Regions from separate parts of the Mus musculus genome. Here regions 1, 2, 4 and 5 are each linked to region 3. Evidence: chromatin contacts called from public Hi-C and HiChIP or PLAC-seq data. All regions are on one chromosome and are shown on one strand. The core of a region is the stretch at or near the end of the contact, and the rest is flanking DNA. Distances in the headings are between cores, read along the strand shown. Region 1 has its middle 56 kb from the start of Gm34320. Region 2 has its middle 110 kb from the start of Mir6354. Region 3 holds the start of Pbx1 (pre B cell leukemia homeobox 1). Region 4 has its middle 280 kb from the start of Gm51671. Region 5 overlaps Pbx1 (pre B cell leukemia homeobox 1).

Region 1 (3,861 bases), core at 1,041-3,540, 350 kb before region 3:
TATTCAAGTTGTTCTATGAAAATTATTTCACTGGAGCTTTGAACTGAGCACTGATTTCTTCAAACATTTTATTGTTTTTGTTTTAAGACTCTTTTCTTACATTAAACTATCTTCTGGCTTTCTTAAAATCCCTCTGTCTGGGATCAGTGACTCTTTCCCTCTTATAGCTTCACCTCCCCCACATCCTCGGGATTCTGGTCTACCCAGGTATGAATTTATCAACTCAGTGCTTCTATCTTCTGTTGTTTCATGGTGCATCTAGTCATCAGTACAGAATATTAAAATGATGAGGTTTAAACATGGCCCTTTAGCTCTGTGCTATCTGATGCTTTTCTAGACCTGTATCCTCTTTCTGATACAGAACCAAGACCTGGGCAGCAGGTGATTATGATGGCAATGCTGATCAAAAAAATAATCAGGTGGTGGTGGTGATCATAAGGATGATAAAAATTGGTTAGACTTTTTTTTTTTTAATGAGACACGACTAGGTGCTGCATTCATTTCCCTACGTTCAAATAGTGAGGCTGGGTCCAGTTTTCTCTTAGGATGTGATTCAATTTTTTGTTGTTGTTGTTCCTTGCTTCATAAATAGACAGTCCTTGACCACCATACTCAGTCCCAGACCCATGGCCTAGAAGGTATGTGACAACTTAGTCTATTTCTGTGTGTTTCTTTCTTTGTATTATCCTTTATTGGGTACTGTTGTTTATAGAAAGTGTATATGAACCAAAATTACCTGCATGGCAAGATATACAGGAAAATAAATATCACTCACATCTTGTGGCAACCAATGGTTGTCTAATTAGATTTATCCACTCAACAGGAAGGAAATAATACTTTGACTGGAAACTTAGCAAGCTTCTGAAGGCTAATGATGTCATGGACCTTGGAAAATAATCTACTACAGCCACATGGTTAGAACAGCCCTTACTACTTTCTAGGTCTTATCCTTATATCCATGGGTAAGTGTGGCTGCCACTCCTTATCAGAGAAACCTATCTTGTCAAAATTTAAAGGAGCATCCTGGCTTGAGTTGAAGCCTTTAAAAAGCTGCAACATTATCATTAGGCTAGGATCCTTAGTTCTTTAAGGGTTGCAAAGTAAAGAGTAATTTTAAATCAGAAGAAGAAATGGAAATGGAAACCTCAAAATTTCCAGTTTGAAGCTTACTCTGTTAGATCATCTAGGGTTTCTAGGTGATTTTACCCCAGTGTGTTCTCCCTGAATCAAAGCAAATTCTAAAGATGCAGGAGGTGGGGTGGGGATGGGGGGGGGAGTAAACTCAGTTCTTGCTGTGTAAACATGAGGGCCTGAGTTTGATCCCCTGCACTCAAATAAAAATCTGGGTATATGCTATGCACCTGCAGTCCCAGATCTAAGAAGACAAGAGACATGGGGGAATCCCTGACTACCTGCCTACCAAAAGCAGACGACCCCAGGTCTTAGTGACTAGGCAGGTGGCTTCTGAGAAAGCATATCCAATGTTGACCATACATACTCCATACATGTAATCATATACATACACATGCATATGCACATATATAGTATCCATAGACATGTTCTCAAGCTATCACACGTATGCATGCATGCACACACACACACACTGCACACACACACACACACACACACACTGTACACATACAGATGCACATACAATGTTCTGCCATTATGGATTGTACTAGAAGCAAGGTTAAGGTATTATAAAGCACCAGTTCAGATCTCACAGCCACAGGCTGATCCTGAGATGCTAAATGGTAACTGCAAAAGGAGCAAAGATGGGTCAGGTGGCTTCCTCTTGAAGGTTTCCTGTTACAGTCTCCCCTGTGATCCCATTCCAGAGAGTCTTAGCACAATTTTGAAAACTAAGTTAGGCCAATGTTTATCTTGTCTTTAAAAGGAGCCATCAGCCTTGTGGTGTGGTGGTGTTGTCAAGCCTCTACTTGAAGGATGCTACAGAAAGACTGAGTCCTCCTGCAGCTTTTCCTCCCAACTTCCTTCTTCCCTTCCTCTCTTCCACTCAAGCTTCAGGAAAACCCTTCCTTCTCTTCTTTCTCTAAAGGCACCTCAACATCTGTGTGCTCAGGACCTAATTGTTCTAATGGCATTCCCAAGGTCCCCTGCTCAAGGCCATAGAAATCACGGGGCCCTTTGGACCTCCAGCCAGTAATTCATGGTACTTAGTCAAACTCCTTTCCATTCAGCAGCCCCCCACCCCCACCCCAGCCTGCCCCCCTTCCATCCCTCCCCCTGTCCTCTTGCACTCAGACTCTGTGTTCTTCTCACACCAGTCTGAGGCAGCTTGATCACCTGCCAACTGGTATTGATTTTTGCTTCCCAATCTCCAGGCTGGATGGAAGGAAAAGATTAAAAACAGTTTGTCAGTTTGAAGTTGAATAAGAATTCGGCACAAGGGACATCTCAGAAATGTGAGGAAGTGGCGGGGGAGGCTGGGATGTGGGCAGTCAAGGCCAAGCAAAGTCCTCAGGGAGTTTAACCCTTCAGTACAACAGGCCCGACTTTTTTTTTCTTAATAGAATTGTGCTGTAATCATACACATTCCCCTTTCCCTGTGTCTCACAGACTCAGACACTCTCATGATTTTCTCTCAGCCAGCAGCATCCACTGAAGTTTAACAGGGACTCTTCCACGTCCTGGGACACTTCTCCTCCTTAGCTTACAGATACCCACAACCACATTAGGTTCACGGGCAAAGTTCCAGCTTCTTCCTGCAGTGTCTCCTGGTCCTTATGAGGAGGCAGTGTCTCTTTAGGTCTCTGTGCTCCATAGTTGTGGGGGTCCCTGGTCCTGTGCCTCTGAGCTCTGCCGACAGACTCTGTCAGAATCCATCTTGCAGGTCAGACGCTGTCCTTGTCAAGATAGACTGGGAAGACTCAAAAAAAAAATGAGCTTCACCAGCTTACAAAAGATTTTTTGGTGGTTTTGTCTGCTGTACAGATGAAAAATTATTTACAAGCATCTGTAGAAAGCCTGACAGGCCACAGCATAGGGAGTCAGCACGTGGAGGAGTCAAATATAGGGCACTGACCTAGTAAAATTACTCAGAGACCCAGGTTTCTGGTCTCCTAGAGCGTAGGGTTCATGTTGACAGGGTTTTTGTCTCAGCATTCTTGGTTAAGTAGAATAAATACAGAGTCAAAAAACTGGAGAATTCTCCATGAAAAATCAGGATGTACCCTGGCATGGTAACATACACCATTAATCCCAGCATGCAGGAAGGAGAGGTAGGTAGATCTATGAATCTGAGGACACTTTGGTCTACAGAGAGAGTTCCAGGTCAGCTTAGGGCTATATAGTGAGAACCTGACCCCTCCTCCCAAAAAATAAAAATAAAAATAGAAAAAAATCATGTTAGTAGATTTTGTCAATATTACAAAAGGGAATATTCCACTCAGAAGATATAACCCCCTCTTCTTTTTCAGTCATTTCTGTGCTTATGGGTTATACAGCATGTAGCATAAGCAGGGAGAGTCAGGCTTCCTGCAACCCATATCTAAAGCGTAGACTATTCTAGTTGACCTCCCTACTCTGCACAATATGAATTGCCACAGGGGTATTAGCTGAATCTCAGTTAGTTTGTGTAAGCCACTTCAGTAGAACGCACCTTGGCATGTTCTGTAAGTTAGAGTTCCATCTGGACAGCAAAGGTAAGTGGGCACTCGTTGAAAATGGCGTTAAAAGTACCAGTCCCTCTCCAGCTAGTACTATAGCTAGGTGAGTGAGTGAGCAAGCATCTTTGGTACTTCTCGTTTTTCTCGGTGTTGGGATGGGGCAGAGCCGTCTACTTCTTACTTGCTCTCTATCCTCCTACCTTTTGCATCACATAGACTATACCACATCTGC
Region 2 (3,786 bases), core at 968-3,467, 480 kb before region 3:
ATCTCTTTCTTATTCCTAAAATCCTACTCCATCTCAAACTGTGTTACTTTTTAATATTTATCATTTTGACAAAACAGATCTGTTTTCTCTTTGACCTATAATTTGAGTTCTTTCTTTTTTTTCCTAAGAAAACAAAGTGGGTAGTAGACATGGGCTTTCCTTTCTCATTCAGATAGACACCATTTCAGAACTTACAGCTCTTCGCTCTTTTCTTTCATACTATTTTACCAATTCATATTTCATAGCCTTGACTCTATTTTGAACATTTATTGTAAATTTTAACCACTAACAAGGTATTCATTTCCAGAAAAAAGTTCTTTCTTTTCATCCCCTTTCCTTTAGCCTGTGTTGCCTTTTGCTTTTCCTTGTTTCTCCCTTCTTTTTTCTTTCATTTTTCTTTCCCTTTCCTTTCCTTTATCTGTTTCCCTTGCACAGTGAAGTCATATTTTTAAGGACTTCTGTTGTTTATTTTTCCCTTTTAAATGGGCAAATACTCTATACAGTTTACTCTATCAAAAATAAATGTTTTCTCATAGAACTCTTCAAATAAAAATATCTTTATCTCTCATTTCCCCCTTGGTTAAATTGAGTCGTTTGCATGTAACTAATATTAGATATTCTCTTGGTTTCAATGGGAACTGTCTTCCATATTTGAACAGTTAGACCCCAGTAATTGTACTGTTTGGGGAACTAATGGAACCTTTAGGGGGTGGAGCTTTCAGAAAATGTGCATCACTGTGGGTGGGTTTTCGGGGGTTTATAGCCTCACCCTTCTTCTTCTCTGTCTGTTTCCTGTGCAGGTGAACTGTGATCTCTCAGCCTCCTGTTTCTACTCTCATGGCTCTCTTCCTCCCATTATGATCACTGAGCCTCATGGAACTTTAAGCCAAAATAAAGTCTTCTCTTATTTGGTTTGAGCCATGATAGTTTGTCATGGCAACAAGTACAAGTGACTAATATAGATATTGTTGGCTTATTAACTGTTTTCAAAGGGAAGTGTGTTACCTCAGCTTACCAGTGAAGACCATCTGAGAAAATGAGTCAGGGGTGGCAGTTTGTCTAATTCACATGGATTACTTTTTGAAGAAAGTAAACCTGCTGTCTTCTAATTTCTTCTAATGAATACAATTTCCAAGATTAATACTAAGATGAAGGGACTATGTTGGTCAGATGAAAAAGTAATAGCATGCAAACTTCTTCATTTTCTTAGTGTGTGTGTGTATTTCTGCCCAGTGACCTCTTGCCACCAATTGGATGTTTTACTGTGAATTCTCTTCTACATGGTTTTGTTATGTGTTTGCTTACGTAGGGATGACAATGCATGTAAATCATGAAAAAGACACACCCTGCCCCGTTCATTTCCTCCCACCTTACTCTTTCTACTATAGGTGAGACTATATCATTCTAGGAATGCTAGGTTTTCTGCTTCTCCTGTACCACATCTCCTTATCAATATGTAGACCTGATCCCACCACAGCCTAGAAAATGACAGTACTAGGACCCCCAAGGCTTCATAACTCACTCCAGAAAGAAATATCCTCAACGCCACAGTTCATGTTGTGTGATTTTTTTTTGGCTCAAAAAATGGAATTTTCATTCTTGCAAAGTATGTTTGTTTTGTGTGAATGTGCATATATGTGTGTGCAAGAGAGAGAGATCTACAGAAATAATCATTCTTTACAAACACTGTCAAAAATAAGACTTTTTAAATGTTATAATCCACAGAAATAAAGTCATCCTTCACTTATATTGATTTTCAAGCCAAACTTGATGTTCAGTGTGGGGTGGGGTGTGTCAATTTAAAATACTAAATTTTTATTCAAGTGTCATTTGTGGAAAGTGTCTCTCTTTTCCCTTTTTGTGTGTGAAAAGATTATGATAGGAGTTGGAACATAGGTCATCTTGTAGCCCGGCTGCCACGAGAAGTGAAAGTTACCACGTGCCCAAACGCAAATGAGAAAAAATTGCTCTGTAACTTGATGGGTGCTCCATTTTAAATCTTAATTAATATTCCAGTCTTGGCTTCCAATAGGTAGGCTTCATTTCTTGATTTCTCAGCATTATGGCCATTGCTACATCTTAGTGGGTTTCTCCTGGGGAAAGTCAGGCCTTCCTTTTTTGACCTTCTGCTCCTTTGTCAGTGAGTCCTCTTTATTCGGTATTCATCCATGACATTGTCTAGGAAGGGTCAGCAACCCTAGCCTTTGTCTGTTTGACCCAAGCCAGAGAGTTGGCAGATGAGAGAAAACAACCAGAGCCCCTGCCACTGCCCTGGTCAGACTTGGATGGTTCGTGTTTCTTTTTGCGAAGCATCCTCACTGCCCTGGTCAGGAGCTCACAGCTCAGACTTCTCTCCGTAAAGGATCATCAACATCAACATGTTGTCTCCACGGCCATAAATTTGCAATGTGATGAGACACAACCAGATGTTGCCAGACGTGAACTGACTCACAAAGCAGCTCTCCGCTACTCTGCTCCTCTTTTGCGCTCACAGTTGCCGAGTAGCCATTTCCTTCTTCATTCACACCCACAGGGAGCTTCGGTGGCTTGGATTGAAGTCTGTCATTTTGGGAAGCAATTTTATTTTTCAACCTGAATATTGAAGGGTTCATTATTTCTCTTCCACAGAGACATTTTATTCCTTATACTTCCTGTGTGGCCTAAGGGTGGGTGTGTGTGGGGGTGTTCATTTCTTGATTTATTTGTCTAGCAGTGGCAGATGTAATGATGCTGTAGTATGCATACTGTGACAAGGACTATAGGTTGTCCGTTTCTAGTCCCTTATCTTACCTCTGGATCTGGAGCTTGAGTTTTACATTGATTCTAATTATTTGGAATATGTTCAAAGTAGTCTAAAACCCTAAAACATAGGCCATTTCAATTAATGTTCTTGAGTCCCTTTGAGTTCTTGCATTCACTTTCTCCTTAAATGAATCAGCTAAGTCCATAGGAGATAAACAAATGATCCAGGCTCACCTAATCCACTACTCATCCCAGGCCCTGACACTGGTCTGGGGTGTGTTACACTTCTGTAGGAAACCAAGAGTTGATTGGATAGGTATATTAATAGAAACATAATTCTAACTTGGTGCTTTAGAAATAAATCCAGCTAAATTTAAAGTAAAATTTAATGAAAATAAAAACAGACCTCAAAAGGCAAATAGGATGTAAGAGATGGCTCAGTTTGTAAAGATTTTGCCATATAAGCATAAAGTCTTGGTTCAGATCCCCATTATTACATTAAAAAAAAGATGAGAGAGAAGTAAGGCAAATCTTTTGGGCTCCCTGGTCAGCCAGACTAGTTAAGCCATACAAACACACACACACACACTCACACCCCACATTGTATATTTGTATGTAATCTGTCACCATAGTTCTTTTTCTGTTTTCCAGCTATTTCTTATAAAGCTAGAGTAAGAGAATCAGTCACTTAATGACAATTTTCAGAAGATTATAGAGCTAGAGATAGATAGATATGGATATAGATAGATATGTTTAGATATATGGTTCTTCTTACAGAGACTTCTGAATTGTCTGTGAAAAAGACACCAAGTGTTTTCTATTTTATAATCTTGCCTAACTGTTTTCATTTCCATTTGCTATTATTTTCAGGTGATTATTTCTTTAGCTTATAATACCAAGCAACTGGTGATTCCCATATAATCGGTAGAGTCAGAGAAGAAAAAGGAAAGGCAGTTACTGTGTACTTATGAAGGTAAGATTCCTTCATTTACAGTAAGGACTCTCTAAGATACTTCAATATTTTAGGGGGAAAAATCTTTAGGC
Region 3 (4,185 bases), core at 783-3,282:
CTTATGGTATTACTGATACCTCTCTTAATACTTGACCTGGCAACACTTTATGAGATTCACGACTCAGAACCAATTGCTTCAAAACTGATTTCTTTATAGGCTCTGCTCCTACCTCATGTTGTAAGAGACAAGGGATTTATGTCTTGGCCCACATGGGCCGAGATTGACATGTGACTTAAGTACATAGTTTTACTCAACTTCTGATAAGTGTTGATTAAACCAAGAGTTTACAAGTTGAGATATGTGTGTGAATAAAGCCATTTTTATTAAGTAATATGGATTTGTCAGTACAGTTAATACGCATTATTGCATGCCCTTTTACCAGTGGTGCCAATGAGCATGCTAAGAGCTGCTTTGAAGTGCTTCCCTCAGGGCCCCTTATCTTGCCAAATGTTTGCATAATGATTGATGAAAAAGATAAAATTCTATTTGAGGATCTCCAAGTGCTTGGCTAGGTGGCTGCTTCCCATTCTGCTGATTGGTGCCACTGAGGCTGGCAGTGGCTCCTTTGGCACTATATCTACGCCAGAAAAGGGTTGATGGCTACACAGAAGAATAGTCCCAAGAAGTCCAGAATTTTTCTAAATGACGAGAGTGTTATTTTATCTTATGGGTATTCAGACCAAGTGCCCAATCAGGTTCTACTGTTGGTTGGAATAAAGGAAAATAAAGGTAAATGTGTGGATTTACCCCGGCTCTAACTCCTTATTGGCTTCTCTTAATTCATTTACTTCCTTTTACTTCTAATCCCAGCCTTCTTGTTTTAAGATCTGTTCTTCTAAGTCTTAAGTCTGTTTGCAAGCTAGACAAGCAACAGACATGCAAGTAACTTTTACCACATTCACATGGAGCTGTTAAGTGTGAGGCCTGCTAAGAATCCACCCAAACTTGGGTATGAATTCTAGCTTTGATACTTTATAACTATGGACTTTGAACAAATTCTTTAACCTTTTTGAGTTTCCTCTCTGTGAAATGAGAATAATAATCCATAATTCACAGAGATGTCTTGGGGATTAAATACAATAACTCAAGTAAATTACTTTGTGCATAGTAGGCATTCAATAAATGTCAGTTTCCTTCTTCTCCCTGTTATTAATGCTTATTAGACTATATTAAAAACTAGAACCAGACTGTGATAATGCAATCCCTTATTAAGTGTTTAAGCCAAATAACCAACTTCCCTCAGGGGGAAGAGAAATGTTGAATTCGGTTTTTTTGGTAAACTTATTTATTAGTATTTTTCTCGAGTTTTATTCCTCAAAGTCCACACTTCAGCTACTGTTTATGCCACAAAAATGACAATTTATATTCTCTTTGCTGGCATAGAGTTGAGGATTTGCAAATTATCCACTACCTAGACTTTGATCTATTATTCATTATCTTAGCAGCCCGATTTTATTTACTAACTACGTCATATAACAAAGTTTTGCTTTCAACAGTTTCCCTGAGGTCTAAGGATTTCAGAGAATCAAGTTTACTACCGCAGCGTCACCGCGTAGACGAACGAGGGGTGGGGCGGAGGGATCCACACCGTCTGTGTGCTTTCGTGTTAATTTTACAGTCTTGCGTTTAAGTGGAGCCACGTTTCCCTCAAGGACGGAGCCTAAGAGAAGCAGACAAGAGCTGAAGCTAAGGTCTCTCTGCGCCTTTAAGAACTGGAGACTGGGTCATAGCTCCGCCTCCTTCCCGGCCCACCTCTGAACTCTGATTGACAAGACTCCCGGGCTAGGAGGAGCTGAAGGAGGCCGAGGAGGAGACGCTGGGTGGAAAGTAGGGGGAGGAGGAGCCCACTTTCAGGACTAGCCAATCATAGAAGGGGGCGGGGCTCAAGAGCCCTCCTCCCTCCTCTGACCCCCGCCTCCTGGCCTCTCCGCTCCCTCCCCCCTTCCCTCGGCCCCCTCCCCTCTCCTCCTTCTCCTCCTCCTCCTCCTTCTCCTCCTCCTCCTCCTTCTCCTCCTCCACCTCCTCCTCCTCCTTCTCCTCCTCCTCCTCCTCCTCCTCTCAGGCTGTGGTTTTTCTGTATATGTTTCTGGAGTCCTGAGCCTGGGCTAAACAAAAGCAGGAGGCTGACGGGGCTGCTGGAGTTTGCAGAGACACGGAGGAGGAAAGAGCTTGGGCTTTGCCTGCCGCCACGGCTGGGGGTGATCTGGCTTCTGCTACAGCCCACCCCCTTTGAGATCACTCTGGCCCGGAGTGGGGGTGGGGGGCAGCGGGGGGTGGGGGGGAAAGTTTGCATTGCAATCCCCCTGCCTTCCTCTCCTTTCTCCCGATCAATGCATATTTGCAAAAGGATTAAGCCACAGATTTAAGCGCCGGGAGCCCATTTCTGCCTTGCAAAGGAGATCGGACTGAAAAACCCAAAGGCGGCTCTGATTTCTTTTCGCCAAGTGGGAAGGTGGTTTATTTTTCTTGCTTTTTTGGAGTCAACACCCTTCCCCACCAGCCCTTATCCCCACCCTCACCCCGCAACCCCTTCACGCCCCCCTCCCCCTCCCCATCCTCCCACCATCCTCTAAAGAGGCAAAGAGATTTTTTTTTTCCCCTTTTGGTCTTCTTCTTCTTTTTTTAAAACCCTGGTCCCTGTTTATCCTGAAAAGGATTTGAAGACAGCTTGAAGGATAAAAAGCCTCGGTGCTTCCCAGGCGCCGATCCGAGGAGCCGAAGAGGAAGAGCCGGGGCTGCCGGAGCCTTCAGAGATGGACGAGCAGCCGAGGCTGATGCATTCCCACGCTGGGGTCGGGATGGCCGGACACCCCGGCCTGTCCCAGCACTTGCAGGATGGGGCCGGAGGGACCGAGGGGGAGGGCGGGAGGAAGCAGGACATCGGGGACATTTTACAGCAAATTATGACCATCACAGACCAGAGTTTGGATGAAGCGCAGGCCAGGTGAGATGGAGGCTTTTCTTTGCCTTTCTTGTTTTTTTTTTTTTCCCTCCCTCTCGCAGGGGGAAACAATGGGAACCGAATCACCACAGCGCTTTCTTCTAAAATGTTGTTTCTTTTCTCATTTTGACAAACAACTCTATGGCGGAGGAGTAAAATTTAAAGAAGCGTTGTTATCGAAAGTGTGATCGCCCGTGCTGAGATATGGCTGTGTGTAGATAGATGTTGTGCGAGTGTGTCTGTTAGAGGTATTTGTATGAATGCACAAAAACACGCAGCCACGCCGAAAATACTGCCAACTAATCCGAAAGCGGCCCTCGGCACTTTTTTACAGCTTTAAAAAAGTGTATGAAGGAGGCAGAATTGTCAAGTTCCGAGCCGCATTCCATGCCTTCGGTAGTTGAGGGACTTCGGAACATGACAAAATAAAAAAAAATGTCCCAAGAACACTTTATTTGCAGATCCCGCTGACTCCTAAGCTAATTCAGCAAGTTTGATTTTTTTTTCTTCTTCACTTACCCTTCCGTAATAATAATAATAATAATAATAATAATTATTTGGTCTTTTTTTCCTCACTCCCCACTCAAAATAAACAAACAAACAAACACAAAAAGCAAGGTAGCTCTGTGTTAGTAGATGTCAGATACTAAGAAAATACCTTGCCATCACTCCATTCTGTTTTTAGAAAAAGGAAATGGGAAGAAAGGAAAGACAATTTTGCTTTTGAGGGCTGTTTGTTAGTTTTAAGAGACTCCGATTTTTAGTTTAACTTTATTGTCTCTTATTTGACTTGCTGTTCTCACAGGACAGAGGCGCCTATGTGTGGTCCTTTATAAAGGGGTGGGAACAAATACCAACCATATTTTCTACCCCATGCCTCTTCCAGGATCACTAAGAGTACTCCTAAATTGAAATGGAAACTGGTGGCTTCATTTGTATTTCAGTAGGGCAGGGTATGAAGAAACATAATTATGAAACTGGGACTTCCTTAACTGAACCACCACCAGGTATACATAGTTCTCCACTTTAGGATTTTTTACAGCAAGTCCTCTTTCAAAATGAAAACACAGGTTAAGTGGCAAAGCCACTAACAGCTTGCCCAAGGCCCAACTCAGTTAGGAAGGATTTAAAAAAAAAAAATCTAATGGCCACATATGTCCACACAATTGCTCAGCTCTGTTAAATCTCTGAGTACTTTTTTATTTTGCTTTGGAATTCTTTTAAACATATTACAGAGTGACTAAACCTTATGTGACTTAGTTATATGGTTAACAAGTAATGTGGATTTTATGTAAGAGAAA
Region 4 (3,862 bases), core at 969-3,468, 370 kb after region 3:
AGATCCACCAGTGTGAAGACTACATAAGACTCCATGTCACAAGACAGAACAAAATAAAACACAAACAACGTAATTTTTAAATTACATCATTGGCTTGAAGAAACAAGGGACTGCCTATTAAGAAGTAAAGAGAGCTCGATGGGATATAAGGCTACAGATAAAGGTGGCAGGCACTACCACTCAGACTGATAACGTACTCATGAAAAGCTCCCCCCTCAACCCCAAGCCAAAGAGATCTCCTTGGTTCCCTGAATAATGAATTCACTGAGATGACAAGAAGGGGGGCTTTGCTAGAAACTCAGCCTGCAGGTTAGTGAGGGAAGCTGTCAAGGATCAGGCCAAGTTGACAAAGGATCAGCCAGAGTCCTTTATGATGGGTAGATGTCTGGGAAGTGTCCTCCATTGCAGACACTTGAGGTGGTGCTAACGTAGTCTGCTAGGCATCGAGTCTACTGCAGAAGTAGGACATTGGAGAATCTGTTCACTGCAGGAGTTAGGCTCAGGATAACTTCTCCCTGCTGCGGGAGGTGGGCATTGGAGAAGCTGTTTATGCTGTAGGCTTGCAGCACTGTGGAGGTCATGCACTCTTTGGAAACTGGGTGCTAGGGTGATTGTACACCCCGCAGTAACCTTGCCCTAGGAAAGACATTTGCACAGCAGGAGCTGAGCACTTTCCGGGAGCTGTGTATGGTAAAGAGACTGCCAGAGAGCACAAAGGAACCAAGGGGAAAAATCCCACCCTCTAACTGTGTTCTTCTAGCATCCTCTACTGACAAAACATTGTGTTTGCTGGCCGTAGAGAAGTGTTTAAAGGGCTCATCTTCATTGTTAAAGAAAAAGGAAAAAACAAAAACAAAAACCAAAAAACAGGCTATAAGATTTGGATTTGGAAGTGAAAAGCTACAGAGCAATATTAGTACATCAGCTATTGTACCAGTCTTTTTACATGTGATCTCACTCATTCCCTTCTCTTATTCTGAGTTGTGGGTATCCTGACACACAGTACACAGGAAATGGAAAAATTTAAAGGCTATCCAAGAACTAGGGAGAGGCAGAGTGAGAGTTCAAGTCTAATCTGGGCTAAATTATTTTCTTTTTGTATCAAGTTTACTCCAACAGGATCTGGGCTTCTTGTAAGAGTAGGGGCTTAGCAGTCCAACTTCAGGAAGGAGGTAGGGATGAAGAGTGAAAGATAGAGGCAGTGGGGGTTCTAGTGTGCTGGAACGATGGGAGATGGAGTTGCATTTCTGTGATTGATAGGGAAATGGGATAATGGTGGTAGATTTGCCTTTTCCTCAAGTGATTAATATGTAAATTTAGGATCTTTTCTAAATAGTAGGACAACATCAGGAGATATTAAAAACATAATTTAAGTTGCCTTTGCCTTTATTCTCCTGTGAGATTCTGAGTACAACTCCTAAGTGCAGCTGCCCATGTTTTTGTATTACTATTGATGTCTCAGCAGAGATGTGTGTGTGTTTGTGTGTGTGTGTGCAGGCGCACAAATGTGTGGTATGTAACTGTGTATATGCATGCCCTCGTATACATAATTGAATGAGTGTGCAGGTATGCAGTGTGCATGCTTGTGAGAAGGCTGAAGTTTGATGTTGGGTGTTTTTTTTCAGTTGCTCTATAAATGGAGGCAGAGTCTCTCACTGAACTCAGGGATCACACTTCAGGTAGTTTAGCAACTCAGCTTGCTCCTGGCTTGCCTTTCTCTGCATCTCTGCCTATGAAGTACAGGAAAACAAGCAGGACACCAAACCTGCCTGTTGTTCGTGTGGAGTCTGGGGGTCTGAGTTCCAGGCCTCCTGCTTGCTCTGCAAGTACTTTACCACACTGAGCCATCTCTTCAGTCCCCTTGAAGGTTTGCACTCGTAGTAAGAGGCTGGGTAACTGACTGCAGGGGCATGCTGCGGAGAGGGGAAGGTTTCTGGAGCTCTTTCATGCCAAGAACCACATAGCTTGGAAGCCTGGCATTTCTTGTATAGGAAAGGGAAGCTTACTGGGGGATTTAAGCTGGACCCACCCACTGGCCTTAAGCAAATGATGTGTGCTCTCCACAACTGCCAAAGGCTAAGATGTTCACCAGGAAGCCTTAATCTCCAGTGCCATATGTGATGAGGAAAGCATGAATATCCTTCTGCTTGGTGATGGGTGAAGCCCTAAAGACTCAATCTGGTCCTGATGAACATCCAAGAATCTAGATGTGCGCACCCGCTGAGGCAGGGGCTTCTGCCAACAATGTGGGTAAGGAAGTCTGTGCTTTCTCACAGTGTCGGGTTTGTTCAGTTTGGGTTTAAACAAACACTGTAATTTCTATCCTGGGGTCTAAACAAGTGGGTCTCGCTGCTGCATCCAGATGCCATTTCTGCCCTGGGAACTGGTGCATTTCATTGAAGAATTTTAATATAACCTTCAATGTTCTCTATGTCATCCAAAATTTAAAGTGTTGTTCACTAAGCTATTCAAAACAAACAAACAAACAGCAACAACAAAAAACCCTCCAATGGCCAAAACCTATAAAAAACAAATTAGTATGAAAAATTCAAGCATATTCACAAAATAGAATAACAAACTGTACAGTGTGCTTCATCTGTCTTTAGTAATTATCAACTCACAGAAATCTTAACTTACTTAAACTCATGTCTACTTTCATACTTTAGACAATCTTAAGAGCATCTCATCCATGATAAAATTGTGGGTGTATAGCTGTGTGTGTGCCCACATGTGTATGTGTATGCACATGTGTTTGTGTGTGCACATGTGAAGGTTAAAGGACAACTTACTCAAGAGTCCGTCCCTACTTTCCACCATGTCTCAGCAATTGAACTCAAATTGCCTGGCTTGGCAGCAAGAACCTTTGCCTACTGAGCCATCCCACCAACCCTGTGTAATTCTTAAGATGAACAAACATTAAAACATAGTATATATTTTCACACCTAAACATCCTTGAGATGCCACACCCACCCCCATAAATTGCTGATTTCCATTCATTCTTCTGACCTTCTGGTAATCTCCCCTGTCTCTCCACCCCTGATCCTGAACCACCTGCCTATTTTCCTCCCCATCCCCTTTCCCACCCAGTTCTCTCCCTCCATCTGCCTCCTACAAATTATTTTATTTCCCCTTTCTATGTGAGATTCAAGAATCCTCACTTGGGTGCTTGGGCCTTTTCTTTGTTTAGCTTCTTTGGGTCTCTAGAGTGTGTCATGTGCATTCTGTATTTTATGGCTAATATCTACTTATAAGTGAGTGCCATGCATGTCCTTTTGGGTCTGTGTTATCTCACTCAGAATGGAATGATGCTGGTCTAACTGTATGTCTGCTTCTAGAAAAATGCAATAGATCCATATCTATCATCCAGCACAAAACTCTAGTCCAAGTGGATTGAAGAACTCAACATAAAACCAGATGCACTAAATCTAATAGAACAGAAAGTGGGGAATAGGCTTGAACTCATTGGTACAGAAGACAACTTCCTGAACAGAACACCAATGGCTCAGGCTCTAAGATCAACAATTGATAAATGGGACCTTATGAAACTGAATTGCTTCTCTAAGACCAAGAACACTGTCAAGAGGATAAAATGGCAGCCTAGAGACTGGGAAAGGATCTTCACCGATCCTACATCTGACAAAGGGCTAATATCCAAAATTTATAAAGAACTCAAGAAGTTTGACACCAACAGCCCAAATAACCCAATTTAAAACTGGAGTATAGAGATAAACAGAATTCTCAACAGAGTAATCTTGAATGGCAGGGAAGCACTTAAAGAAATGTTCAAAGTCCTTAGTCACCAGGAAAATGTAAATCAAAACAACCCTGAGGTTCCACCTTACACCAACTAGAATGACTAAGA
Region 5 (3,979 bases), core at 1,042-3,541, 260 kb after region 3:
GACATTCATTTGTGTAGTCTCGAATGTTTCTCTACCAGAGCGACCTGAGCAAGGCCTTTTCTCCTGACCTTTGCTATTTATTTTAGATTTGCCATCTTTGACCTCCTCCTTGTTTCTATAATTGTATCTCTGCATGCCGGAAATGTCTCACAGGGGGTAGATAACTGTAGCTTCCATTCCCCCATCTTCCCTGTGCAGGAGGTGATGTCAAAGTGGTTTGAATTTGATCCAGAATTCATCCCTTCGCCCATGCATTTGTTCAGTAGACATACTCCTACGGTCTCTCACTAATCAGTTTTTATGTTGGGTGGGCATGATGGAAGAAAAGACAAAAAGAGTCCTGGTGCCTCTTCTCTAAGTAGGCTGCCATTCTGTCTTGGTGGATTTCTGTGTTTGAAGTTATTTTTCAAAGGAAGGGATTTTCTCTAAGTCTAAGTTTTCATAGGTAAATATTTTTTTTAAAAGAACTCAGAAATGACTTGGTAGCACTTTCCTTGGAAGCCAGCCCCCCCGCCCCCCATTCACGCAGTCTCTTCCAGGTTGGTCACAATCTGATCTCTTCTCATCCCCAGGCTCTGGCCACATACCAGAGATCTACTTGGGGGTGTAGATTTTCCTTTATACGCTTTGTTTAAATCTCCAATGTATTTTTTTTCTTTTTCTTCTTTATTCTTTTTGACGACAAATGAATAGTTAGTACTGAAAATTAGAGAAAACAAAAAAATAACCCAGAATAAAATTACCACTTACTTTCAGCACTTCGGTCTGCCGGTACTTTGTGTGTATGTTTTTATGTGGGTGTACAAGAGTTACCTGTTATTTTGTAGCCTACTTATTTTCCCAAAAATATGTTATGCATACTTTTCCATATTATTAAACATCCTTCTCAAACATAACTTTAAATAGTTGCGTAGGAGCATGTTACAGGGCAGGTCCATAATTTTTTAGTATTATTAATAACGCAGCAGTAGGCTTCCTGGTTTAGAAAATACAACACATGTTTTCTGTTATTTCCTTGGATAAATTTCTAGAAAAAAAATGGTGACATCAAAGGATAGGAACATGTCTAAGGCCTTTGTAATAATGTATTGTAAACTTTACTTCTGGAAAGTTCTATTATGTTGTAGTTCCTACTAGCAGTTTATAACTAGAATTTCCCCCACACCCTCAATAATAATGCCCGACAGCATTTCAGATTTTGTGAACTGTTTTGCTTTAATTTCTACTTTTTTTTTTAAATTAGTGGTGATGTTGGATTTTTTTTTCATGTTCATTTTTTATCCCTCACCAACTTCAAAGGACTTCCATACTGTAAGGATACTAACTTCCAAACTTAGCTAACACTTCAGGGATAAAGTTGTGTTTCCAAATGAAAGAGGCAGGTTCAGAATGAGTCACTATGTCTTTTTCGGTCTCTTTGGGATCTTGAGAGAGAAAAGCTGAGTAGAACACTTGACTCCCAGAGGTCTGAGGTAACTTGACATCTTCAGTATGTCTGACCTGTTGTTTTTTTTTAAATAAAATCTACTCAGTATTGTAAGATGGAACTTAAAAATTATTCAAAGGAACCTAAAGATAGGTTATTAAATATAGGTTAAGTATCTTCAAGGATATTTCTTTGAAGATATACCTTATACCTACTTGACTAAGTCAAATAAATTAAGTCTTTCCTTGCGTAGTTCATAACCTGGTTGAAGAAATAGACGCTGCATATGTTTAAGGACCCTTTTTGTTATGACCTTTGCTAGACTGGGGTCAAGGAAGTGCTCCTTTGAGAGACTTGCAGCTTTTCTTATGTCTGTTTCTAGATCAGCTGCCATACGTATTCTTTGACCATCAGTAAGCGGCACACTTTTCTAGACTCCTGAATGCAGACCGTTTGCCTTCTCTTTCCATAGTACAGCATCTAGAAAGGCCAAGGCAGATTCCTCATCCATCAGGACAGCTGGAAAATTTCCACTGCAGAAATTGCTGTAATTAACTAAAGGGGGTGGCGGGGGGATGTGATTTAAGAAGCTCGACCATTTTATGCTTAGATGCGAACCTCAGAATACAAGTAGGTACCTTCCAGCATCCATGGACTATCGACTGAATAAAGCTGCTGAACTTTAAATTGTTGAGTCCATAGACTATCCCAAGCCCTCACTCTCATTTCAACAGTAAGCGGAATTTTCTTATAACGACAACAACATCCACTGTAAGTGCATTGGGCACAATAGTGCCTAATGTCCCTCCACACTGTCTGCCTGCTTCTTCCCCCTCGGGTTCCCACTATATCCCGCCCCCACCCCTCTGTTAGCTGTAATGACCCTGCAAACACTAAATGGCATTTGAGTGCATTAAGCAGCAGACTCTCCAGTGACATAGCAATTACGGCTCTGAAATAGATTTGGTGCGTCACAGAAGATAAGGGTTTTGAAAGTTTCTGTTGTGATTATAGCCTGTAACTCCCACAAATAATAGGCTTCAAAATAAGAGGCTGCCAGCGAAGCCTTTGTGGCTTTGTCTCAGTGATGGCACGTAAATTGCTATTAATGTCCTAAGTGTACTTGAATATGCCAGTCTTTGGGATGTGGAGTTGGCTCAGTGTCTCTCTTTACGCGGCATGTCATTGTTGGTCTGATAATCTGGGGTAATTGCTGTCTCTTGGATGGTCAGAAAAGTGTAAGAGGTTTAGCTTCCTGCGTGACAGTAAATAGCCTCAAGATTTACAGGGCCAGGGCACGTTCACAGTCCAGGCTGTGTGTGTTCCCAGCTTAGCCACCATCATCACAGCAATGTGTACATTATATCTGTGTGTACCCTGAGTCAATGATACACTTGGCAGCCAAAGCCAAGCAAAATCAAAGGTTATGAAAATGAAATGAAGAATTCAGTTCAATGTGGGATCAGCCAGTTGGATCATTTATCCCAAGAGTTTTAAAAATGTATGTTTTGCTTGACTTACCTAGATTTGGCTATATCAGTAAACATTTTCTTACATACTATACCTATTGCTTTCCATTATAGCTGTGTGTGTGTGTGTGTGTGTGTGTGTGTGTGTGTATGCCTGTGCCTGTGCCTGGTATTTATGTGTGTATGTGTGAAGTCTTAGGCTGTCATGAGTAATTTCTAAACCTATTTTAGTGGCCCTCGAACTTCAGGAACTGTGGAACAAATATATGATTTTTGACTGCTGTATTGATATGTGTGGGGACAGGGGAGGTTCTTTGAATGTCATGAGTAATTTCTGAAACTGTGGCACTTAAAACTTAAACATGAGGAAATGTCAAAAGTGTATATGGGTTGGTTTTTTTTTTGACTGCTGTATTGATGTGTGTGTGTGTGTGTGTGTGTGTGTGTGTGTGTGTGTGTGTGTGTGTGTGTGTGTTGGTTTGTGCACCTCTGAGGATAAAGGATGTTTATTCAGCTATAAATAGAATTCTCTTCACCAAAACATCTCTATTTGGCTGAATCAAGCTGAGCTTATTTTTCTTTGCCAGAAGATCAGGATAATCTTTGGAAAGTTAAATAAGAACTGACTTTTCAGTTTTAACCCTCTGCTTACTATATAGTTCGACTCAGGAGCCCTGTGCAGCTATGTGGCATAGAAACATTTTGTACAATAGTTTTACTTGTACTTTTAATAGGGGTGAGAAAGCAATCCTACGCCTGAAACAGTACAGTGTCGCACATTCTGTGCGAGCCTCAGAGTACTACAGCTGGCTTCAGCCTCTGTCTTCCGTGCCTTATGTAGCACTATTAATTCCAGGTCTTCATGATAGATGAAGGTAGGATAAAAGGTGCTCACTAGGGAACAGCAAAGCAGGTCACCCCTGAGTGCCAACTCTAAATGATGACTGTACATTGTCACCTAGCCCCTGTGCCCCTTGTCTGAAGCACTCAGAGTATTATCCCATGATGGGGACTAAGTTTGGTCAATTTAGTGTCCTCTCCTGAGGAGTTAGAATGAGTTCTCATTGATCTCTGTGTCGATGCC

Evidence for each region. A called contact is a pair of places that touch in the nucleus more often than the background predicts. HiChIP or PLAC-seq counts read pairs in DNA pulled down with a chosen protein or histone mark.
Region 1: an HNF4G HiChIP or PLAC-seq map of pancreatic cancer cells shows a contact between it and region 3. The contact joins the enhancer-like site here to the promoter of Pbx1 in region 3. A contact is called at or near these places in 7 of 39 promoter capture datasets (the 3T3-L1 cell line, hippocampal neurons, liver and 2 more) and 3 of 115 datasets of contacts at active chromatin or transcription factors (craniofacial prominence, embryonic limb bud and pancreatic cancer cells).
Region 2: a contact with region 3 is called in an H3K27ac HiChIP or PLAC-seq map of SST interneurons, with 5 times the contacts expected there. The contact joins the enhancer-like site here to the promoter of Pbx1 in region 3. A contact is called at or near these places in 6 of 39 promoter capture datasets (the 3T3-L1 cell line, 3T3-L1-derived adipocytes, cranial neural crest and 2 more), 2 of 484 Hi-C or Micro-C datasets (embryonic fibroblasts and neural progenitor cells), 6 of 115 datasets of contacts at active chromatin or transcription factors (SST interneurons, astrocytes, embryonic basal ganglia and 3 more) and 1 of 9 other capture datasets (embryonic tail).
Region 4: a contact with region 3 is called in a Hi-C map of cortical neurons, with 2.8 times the contacts expected there. The contact joins the enhancer-like site here to the promoter of Pbx1 in region 3. A contact is called at or near these places in 1 of 39 promoter capture datasets (hippocampal neurons), 8 of 484 Hi-C or Micro-C datasets (cortical neurons and uterus), 5 of 115 datasets of contacts at active chromatin or transcription factors (astrocytes, embryonic basal ganglia, embryonic forebrain and 2 more) and 1 of 9 other capture datasets (liver).
Region 5: a contact with region 3 is called in an H3K4me3 HiChIP or PLAC-seq map of embryonic basal ganglia, with 2.5 times the contacts expected there. The contact joins the enhancer-like site here to the promoter of Pbx1 in region 3. A contact is called at or near these places in 2 of 39 promoter capture datasets (hippocampal neurons and liver), 3 of 115 datasets of contacts at active chromatin or transcription factors (embryonic basal ganglia, embryonic forebrain and heart atrium) and 1 of 9 other capture datasets (adipose tissue).

The regions. Positions count from the first base shown.
Region 1 is chr1:168,785,425-168,789,285 of GRCm38.p6, reverse strand. No RefSeq gene overlaps it. Among named protein-coding and RNA genes, the nearest start is that of Gm34320, 56 kb to the right of the region's middle. Within about 2 kb of position 2,290, at least 11 of the 459 cell types and tissues checked have an H3K27ac peak or open chromatin away from gene starts, as enhancers often do. A contact at or near this core is called in pancreatic cancer cells, where this site is marked.
Region 2 is chr1:168,910,137-168,913,922 of GRCm38.p6, reverse strand. No RefSeq gene overlaps it. Among named protein-coding and RNA genes, the nearest start is that of Mir6354, 110 kb to the left of the region's middle. Within about 2 kb of position 2,217, at least 3 of the 459 cell types and tissues checked have an H3K27ac peak or open chromatin away from gene starts, as enhancers often do. A contact at or near this core is called in SST interneurons, where this site is marked.
Region 3 is chr1:168,430,016-168,434,200 of GRCm38.p6, reverse strand. Pbx1 (pre B cell leukemia homeobox 1) reads left to right here and starts at 2,032. Exons shown (of 9, transcript NM_183355.3): 1 at 2,032-2,887. The coding sequence starts at 2,697.
Region 4 is chr1:168,062,562-168,066,423 of GRCm38.p6, reverse strand. No RefSeq gene overlaps it. Among named protein-coding and RNA genes, the nearest start is that of Gm51671, 280 kb to the left of the region's middle. Within about 2 kb of position 2,218, at least 5 of the 459 cell types and tissues checked have an H3K27ac peak or open chromatin away from gene starts, as enhancers often do. A contact at or near this core is called in cortical neurons, where this site is marked.
Region 5 is chr1:168,167,988-168,171,966 of GRCm38.p6, reverse strand. The region is part of intron 8 of Pbx1 (pre B cell leukemia homeobox 1); the gene reads left to right. Among named protein-coding and RNA genes, the nearest start is that of Gm51671, 180 kb to the left of the region's middle. Within about 2 kb of position 2,291, at least 18 of the 459 cell types and tissues checked have an H3K27ac peak or open chromatin away from gene starts, as enhancers often do. A contact at or near this core is called in embryonic basal ganglia, where this site is marked.